Regions from separate parts of the Gossypium hirsutum genome. Here region 2 is linked to region 1. The links are chromatin contacts, called in public Hi-C maps. All regions are on one chromosome and are shown on one strand. Each heading gives the region's core, a stretch centred on a gene start, on an enhancer-like site or on the middle of the called end of the contact. The rest is flanking DNA. Distances are from core to core; before and after follow the strand shown. Region 1 holds the start of LOC107929500 (putative aminoacrylate hydrolase RutD). Region 2 has its middle 11 kb from the start of LOC107929504.

Evidence for each region. Hi-C and Micro-C count contacts between places; a contact is called where the count stands out from the background.
Region 2: a contact with region 1 is called in a Hi-C map of fibers, with 1.7 times the contacts expected there. The contact joins the enhancer-like site here to the promoter of LOC107929500 in region 1. A contact is called at or near these places in 16 of 34 Hi-C or Micro-C datasets (anther, callus, cotyledon and 4 more).

What each region holds. Positions count from the first base shown.
Region 1 is chrA12:106,636,652-106,641,036 of Gossypium_hirsutum_v2.1, reverse strand. LOC107929500 (putative aminoacrylate hydrolase RutD) reads right to left here and starts at 1,278. Exons shown (of 11, transcript XM_016860935.2): 1 at 1,013-1,278; 2 at 718-916; 3 at 365-447; 4 at 121-221. The coding sequence starts at 1,130.
Region 2 is chrA12:106,672,722-106,677,059 of Gossypium_hirsutum_v2.1, reverse strand. It overlaps the pseudogene LOC107929589 and the pseudogene LOC107929590. Among protein-coding and RNA genes, the nearest start is that of LOC107929504, 11 kb to the right of the region's middle. Within about 2 kb of position 2,364, at least 6 of the 9 cell types and tissues checked have an H3K27ac peak or open chromatin away from gene starts, as enhancers often do. A contact at or near this core is called in cotyledon and fibers, where this site is marked.

The DNA of each region.
Region 1 (4,385 bases), core at 29-2,528:
TCTCTTAAGCTGAGTTAATAATGGATATGCATAAAACTCATCAAATTTATGAAAAAATGAAGAGAACTCAATTCAAGGCAACCAAATGCCCAGAAACACAAATAGAAAATAAAGAATTACCTTCGGGCAACATTCAAAACCTCCACCTGTTACATTAAGTAATGCTAAAGAAAGAATTCTATCAGGCACCAATGCCGCCATCTTACAAGCAATCATAGCCCCTGTTTCGGATAACAAATTCAAGCAAGCTTTATATTAAAAACAAGATTACCATTTCTTCATTAATACAAACTAAGAAGGTTAAAGTTTCTTTTTCCTGGATTTTTTTCATTCTTGCAATGAAAATCCGAATGAATTCACTCACCCATTGAATGCCCAAAAACATGGGCTTTCTTCCAGCCCAGATGATCCAATAAGGCAATTGCATCTTTTGCCATAATTCTCGTCCTGCACTCAACATCCAGAAATAAGAAAGAAAAATCACTTTCCTCGCTCTTCTTCTTCAACCGGGGTTAGTAATTTTTAAGTCACTTACAGTATTAAACACATTACAAAAATTTGATTGACTTTCTTTATTTTTAAATAAATAACAAGCTACAGTTCACTGTAAAAAGCAGGAAAAAGCGCCTTTATTAAATAACTATAAACAGGAAAAAGAAAGTCAAAGCATAATAAAAATTGAATGCTAATAAACCGCTAAAAACAAAAGAGACTCACGAATAGTCTGATTTTTTTGTGGGAATGGAACTCCGGCCCATCCCACGATTATCGAGGGAACAAACCTCGATGCCGCCGACCTCATTATTAGCTCCGTCGGATTCCCGATCAACCGCCATAGTTTCATCGTCGTTGGCCCTATCGGTTCCGGCCAGTCCCCTGATTTGTGGGCCCCACGAATCATGTGTACCCGCCAATCCTGACCATTCATTCACCAAATTATCAACTACCGCCCAAAAAGAAGGATACATTCAACGAACATTTGAAAGTAAAATTAAAAAAAATTAAAAATCACCTGTGATTAAGAGGACTTTGATAGGGCCGTGACCGTAAGTCCGATAATAAATCTGGATCCCATTGTTTAGAGCAGCGTCGACGGCGTTCTGCGTTTTTCCCACCTCGCAATACGGCATCGTTTCGTAGATTGGATTCACAATTTATGCTCTGAGGATTAAAAAAGTAATTGATAGAGATTATAATTTTCAGTTTTTTTTTTTTAAGTATAATCTGAGATTATTCAGATTTCTGCTGTTCCAGAATATGAAAAGAAGATAAAGAGGGAAGACGAGCAGAAGGACGATGAATACTTATACGGGTATTGGCTGTTGGATTGCACCACGTGGTTAGTGTCTATTGGTTGTTGCCACGTTGGATAGTTGATTGGCGCGAAATCGGTCAAAGGTCATAATTTAGATCCCTTTCCTAATTACAATTGCAACGCACCGATCGCGGGCATCATAAACTAAAGCTCGTCGAGCCGTACACGTGGGAGGCTTTTGGATAGGTTTTTTTTATTGCGCAGTTTCATCAAATCAGTATATATGAATTTAGCCACGAATTACACATGCTTTGGGGCAGTGTATATATTTTTATCCAACACAGCAGTATAAGAATTTTTATTGGGATCTTAATACTAAGGCTCAAAATTTGGGTCTTGATACGTTAACACAAAATTTTTAATCATTTATTATTTTGAGTTGTTGATATTGATGATTTTAAAATCTATACGTTTGAATAATGTGATTGAATTGACTCCATCTTCATTAATGTTTCGATAATTATTAAAGTTTAATTCATATATATTAAATTTAATCTTTTAATTTGGTTAAGTTTAGATACAACATTAATACTTGTTATTTATCCAACTATGTTATATTTTCGATTTTTGGAGATAAGTTTTTGAGTAAATTTTTTAGATTTACTCATTGCAAGAATTTTCTTTTCTTTTAAAAAATACTTTTTCATTTAATGTTCGTGTATACTCAACTCATTAATCATCATTTCTAACCTTAATTATCGCGTTTCGTTTGAAGTGATTAAAAGCACATCTAGTCGTCATCCTACCCAAGTCTATGATAGCAAACCACTTAACCATTTGTCTCTAATCCACTAATAAGGACTAAACGTGAGGCACTTCGAGGTTATAACTAAAGGTATAAAAATCTTCGGCTTCAATAACTTGGATCTAAGATATATTTTTTTACTCGTTGATGGGAATTGATTCATCATACCGATTATCAAATCGTCACTTGGAGCTCGTTAGCTGAACTTTGAAAAGAAACTTAACAGCCCAGTGACTTAAATAAAAAAGTTTGAATAATTCAGTGACTTAAATGAAAACTTTCGAATAGTTCAAAAACAAAATTGTAATTTTTTTAGTTAAATAACCAAAAATGAAAACTTACCCGTAGTTTAGTGACTAATGGTGTAGTTTACCCAAAAATAAAACAATGCATTTTATGTTTTCTATGATTAATAGAGGCATATTGATAAATTTAGTCTTTAATGTTTATATTTTTTGTCAATTTAGCCCTTATTCTCTTTTAGAGCTAAATTTGACCGTTAACACTTTTAAAAAGAATCGAATTTGATCATTGACCTTTCAAAAATAGTTTAATTGTTATATTTTTAAGGAAATTATTGACTAAAACATTAAATTTTAAACATGACAATCTATGCGAATTTCATGCTTTTTTTTATTTTTCTGAATATTTTTATAATTTTTAATTTATTTATTATGTAGAGTATAAGATAAATAGTGAAAAGTCAACATGAAGTACACTTTAGCACACAAGTCGTCATATCAACATTGTTGAAAATTTAATATTTTAGTTAACATTATTTGACCTTTTGTTGAAATGTTATTAGACAAATTTGGTTAAAATATAAAACAAAGACAATTTACGAAATATGTAAACATTAAAAGTTAAATTTATCATTATACTATTAATATACAACTTTCAATTACATAAATATTTGGGATGAAGTTTTGGTTAAAATATTTATTTTTTTATAGAATAAAATATATAATATTATTTAAACATTTGTGTAAGTTTAAATATGTGTTCTAAATATATAATTTCTACATATATATGCATGTGATAAATTTTATAGTAAAGTTAGTATTTGATATATTGATAGTGTATTTTTTTAACTTGTTATGTGTCACATTTGATACTCGTCTCTACACTTTAACTCATAAATAGGAGGATAATGTGCTTCACCGCACTTAAACCTATCTGCTCCTATATTGATAACAATACCTATACCAATCGAGCTAAAGACTCAATAAGCAACATACAACACTTAATGTTTCCATTTAGACTTTAATTATGATTTGTTTTTAAAATTGATAATATTTTAATTATCAAAATATTTTTTAATACTTGAATAGTATTATTTTATATTAACTCCATGAAATAAAATTACATTAATTGATTAATTAAAAAAAACAAACATGTAAACTTACGTGAAAAGTTTACGACATCAATAACTATTTCTTTTAAGACTCGTTCCCCTTTTATTAATAAATAATTTTAAATTATTAAAAAATAGTTTTTATAAGATTAAAATTTTTAAAAAGTAATCACCAGATTAAACATTTAATTTTATAGTTTAAAAATAATAATTTTTATAAGGGACCACAAAAAAAAAATAGTCAAGTTTTTAATTAATGGGTGTCCCTAGTTTCCAACCAAGTGACCTGGGAGACTGACGTTATGACTGTAGTAAATTAATTCCGCTATGACTTCCATCATTACTTTACATTGGTTAGTCATTCATTACCTCAAAAATGGTAAATTATTGTATAACAATTTAGATCTTAAGTAATATTTTTAGAATTCAGATAAATGGTTCAATCAGTATTTTAATTAAATCGGTACGTGATTTGACTGCCCATCAAATAACATTTATTTATTTATTAGAAAATTATAATTCAGTTTAAATGATTCAATTGTCGTTTGCAGATTTTTGGTCTGTTGGTTGAATGGAAGTTAAATAGTTTTATCCAGATTAATATATTATTTGATTTTATCGATTGATTTTATTTATTTCCAACAACATTAATTTTACGTATTAAAAATAAATTTATTGATATTATTCAAATCTAAAGGGATGGATATGGCCTTAGCCCTAAATGCTAAAATTGTTTTTCAGGTCTCTTGAAAATCTATAAAATTATAAATTAGTATAATGGTAAAATTATCTTTTGACCTTTCAAGAATTTATAATTTAATTTTGTCCCCTCTTCTTTTTTTCTTTTTTTTGCTTTCGCCCTTGCATGTTTGTAAATATGTTTTATATTACATTTAATTAACACCTAAATTGATGGTTGGGTTAATGGAAAAACGTGTTTGATGCAATACTGCCTTGAGGATTCGATTATA
Region 2 (4,338 bases), core at 1,115-3,614, 35 kb before region 1:
ATTATGACTAATCTTTCAACTACACTTCATGTTATGAACTAAACTTACTTTCAATTTTGCCTGTGAAGTTTTGAGAATCTGTATCCTATCGTCCTGCACAATATTTTCAGTCAGCTCTGCAAGATAAAATGGCACCTGAAATGAAAAAAAACGTTAAAACCTTGACGCTATGACATAACTACAGCATAATACAAAAATAAGTAATTCCAGAAACATTATGAAATAATTAGAAATCCAAATTTCAAATGGAGCTTTTTCTTTTTTGAAACTTAATGTAGATACTACGGACAACTGATTTATCAAAAAAGGAAAGGGAATTATAATATTGAAGATTACCAGAATATACTTGAGATTGGTGGTGCTAATGTCATCAATGGTCTCATTGATGAAAAAAGTCCTAGCTTGCTTATCATGTCCTCGCACTTACCCAGTGCCTCGCATCCTTTCTTTACCAGATCCTATGAATCCACGGAGTGCAAATTTTATCAGATAAGAAGGTAGTAAAGGGACATTGAATCAAGCATGAGAAGGGAGCGTACCTGATCAGCACCGGACTCCGTGGCCGTCAGATGGATCTTACTCGTTTGTTCGAAGAGAGCAGGCAATGGCATGTCCTCCATTTTGCTCTCACACATGGATCTATATCCAAAAACCTAGAAATTTCGCAAATTCATCGAGACAAAATTTTGAATTTAACAATTTGCGATGATTTTGATTTGAATGTACCATGTGTACATGTGTAATATACATGGACTAATTTTTAATATTAAAAATAAATTAAAAATATAATCTAACTATTAATACAAGGGTTTTAGAGTAATTTTACCGTAATTTTCCTCTGCACTAGTGCTCCATGTTCTCAAACCTTTCATGGAAAAAAATTTCTGGAATCCCCGCGACTTCACCGGAATGCCACGTCACTCCACCAAATATTATAATCATTCAAAAACATTTCGCCATGTTTGATGGATATTTTAAAAGTCAATTCACATTTTCTTTATTATCATTTAGATCGAAGAATATACAAAAAAATACATATAAGAAATGCAAGAGGAAGAATCTTTTGATGGAAATGGAAGCCTTCTAATTATTATTCAATGCAACATCCACAGTAGGGTCACACTTAGCTCATATTCTTCACATTTTTTTAAAATAATTTATTTTTTATTGATTGCTTTGAGTATAATCAAGTGCTGGGTTAATCCAAATTCCAAAAGCAGATCTCGGAATATACATATATAAATTACAATCATGGAGCTGTGAGTGCTCTTCTCTTTTCCATTTATATACTTCTTTTTTTATCATGTAAACAAAACAAAACTGATTTAATACCATTGATTTGCATATCATTTCCTCAACCAAGGAAGCAAATCGAAACACCCTAATAGTTCTGGACCCATTGAAGATTTCCTCTCTTTGTTTACAGATAATGCTCTTCGCCACCATTTTTGGTCAACCAAGGAGCTTTCGCAGGTAATAAATTGTATCAAATTGCCATCCTGTTTAAGTAAATTGAGTCTTCATTAACATTGTCAAGCATTAGGGTTCGATTTGAGTATTAATTGTTGGGAATTGGGATATTGTTAGGCTTTTAGGGAAGCAATTGAACCACATAGAATTGGTTTTTTTTTTTCTTTGACTTTAACTTTTCATGAGTTTTGATTATCCGATAAATGATAAATGCATTGGTCTAAGGTTTTTTTGTTTGCTTAACAGTGTTTTAAAAACCGAAACAATGTTTTAGGTGATTTTTCAGTTTAATTAATTTATTCGTCCATTTAATAATAATTAAAATGTTATAAAATTAAAAAATTTTATAAATCGGTTTAACTGCTGATTTTTTGTCCGGTTCGGAGTAATTTGTTTACAAATTAATTTAATTTTTTGTCCAACTAATATACTAACTTATTTTCATTCCAACCAATTTATCTAGTCCAATTCTAACAAAATAATGCGGTCCAACCTTAATACTTATATGGTTGATATTTTCAATATAATCTTTAGGTATTGGCTTGATTTATTATAGGTCTGGTAAGAGTTGTACTCTAAAGTCTACAACATAATTTTCCATATGGTCCTAAATCATTAAAAATGGAATTAAATTACACATTTATATTTTAACTGAAAAGTAGTTTCATAATAAATTTTCAATTCTTTTCCTTTTCCAGATTATTATTACAGTTTTAATTTTCAACTAATAAGTTCATGCATTTAAAACTGAAAGACACTTTGGAAACAATAAAATATTTCCAGGATTGTTCAAGGAAACATTTATTTAAGGTCTTCAAACTTTTTTCCTTGTTAGTATTGGTGACAAACCATCAGAAGAATTATTTAAAAAAAGTTGATGGGATAGCATGTGGGTTATCAGGTCACTGAAAACCAGGGAACAAGCCCTTCCATTCTGTAAAAGGTTTGCCCTTTTGTTTAACAGATTTCGCAGAGTTTTTCACATGTAAAAGTTCATGCTTTTGGTATTCCCTGATCATTTTATAAAAAGGATAAATTGCGACTTTGGGTTTTTTTTTTTCTTTGGCTATCCCTTACATGATTTCCATGGAAAACCAGCATTGGGGGCTCTACTTTCTAGCATTTTGTCTAGTTTTGAATTGAAGACATCTTTCAACCTTTTATTCTTGTAAGTTTTACATTATTCTTGTCATGGATTGTCCTGTTTTTATAAGGTGTCCTTGTGCTGCTTACTGTGTAGGATATTATTGTTCCTCCATTATTGTTATCCCTTTTTGTGCTCAATTATTTGTCCTTTTCTGAGTGACTATATTGCCATGAATATATCATATGTTTTCTTTTATGGGTCTGAATCAAAACAGTGAATGCCTGGAATTTCAGTTCCAGAGGTAAAGAAAGAAACAAGTTCCTCAGCTATGGATGAGAAGGGAATCTCTGGTTCATATCCAATTTTCTCCGAAGACAAAAAGGATAGCTTGTATCCAATGTATATTGGTGTTTCTTGTGCCTTTTTTGCTCTCAGACTCCTTACAGGACCCGAAAAGGAAGATGAGAAATGGTCTGAATCCCGAGATAAAATGCTTCATGGAAGTGCTCAACTCTTGGGATTGCTTATATGGAGAATCCAGAGAGAAGAAGCCAATGAAGCACAGTGCGAGCTTCTCCGAAAGCTCGAGATTGCTAAGATAGAGATCGAGGAGTTAAAGAAAAGGAGACATGAAGATGCAAAGGCAAATGAAAAGGTTGTGAGCATCTTTGCATCTCAAGAGCAAGGATGGTTAATGGAAAGAAAGTCACTTAGGCAGCAAATTGAGCTCTTTTAAATGAATTAAGAGTCCTTGAGAAAAAGAAAGACCAAGAAATCGATGACTTGAACAAAAAGTTGAATGAAATGGAGATGGTGGTGGAGTCTAAGGATAAGGTAATTGAAGAAATGGAGCAAAAGGGGAAGGAATTAGAAGAAAAGGTAATGGAATTTGAAAGTATTGCGGAAGAGTTGAAGGAAGCTGCAAAATGGGAAGCTCAAGAGCATTCTAATGAGCTTTGGAAGCACAAAACTGCCTTTATCGAGATCGTTTCAAACCAACGGCGACTTGAAGCAGAGATGGGGCGAGCCTTTAGAGAAGTTGAAGCTACAAAGCTGGAGCTTGATGCAGTCCTAGAGCAAAAAGAGGAGTCAGTTTTGTTGGCTCAAAATTTGTCCATGGAAATCGCGAAAATGCGGAAGGACTTGGAACAGAAAGATAAGGTCTTGTCTGCAATGCTGAGGAAAACTAAGTTGGATACCGCAGAGAAGCAATTGCTTTTGAAGGAGGTTAAAGTATCAAAGACAAAGAAGAAACAAGCTGAACTAGAAACAGAAAGGTGGAGGGCAGTATCTGAGTCTAGACATGAGAGACATTCATTGAAGGCCATGTTTGCTAACCAAGCCAGTGCAAAATTAGATGCTTCCTTTGGTGCCAAAGAGGTTTCTAACTCTGCCAAAACCAGATCACTGCCGACTGATGCTGGTTTTGAATATGACCTTTCAGAGCTAAAAACAGACCCAGCGATCTGTTCTCCTCTTATGGATTGTAACTCCCCAGAAATGAGTGAGGATTGGGGTAAGAACAAGATCCAGTCAAATGCTTAACTTGTCATGAACTTAAGATCATTTTCTTTGTTTGTTCTGTGCTTTTATTCCCCCTTTTTGTTTTTCTGTTCTTGCATTGAAGCAGTGATGACAACTGATGTCAAAAGGTTGGAACATTGGGTTCGAGATGAAGCAGAAAAGTATGCAGCTGTCATTGAGAAGAGGCATCATTTGGAACTGGATGCCTTTGCAGAACAAATGAGACTGAAAGATGAGAAGTTAGAGGCTTTTCGTTG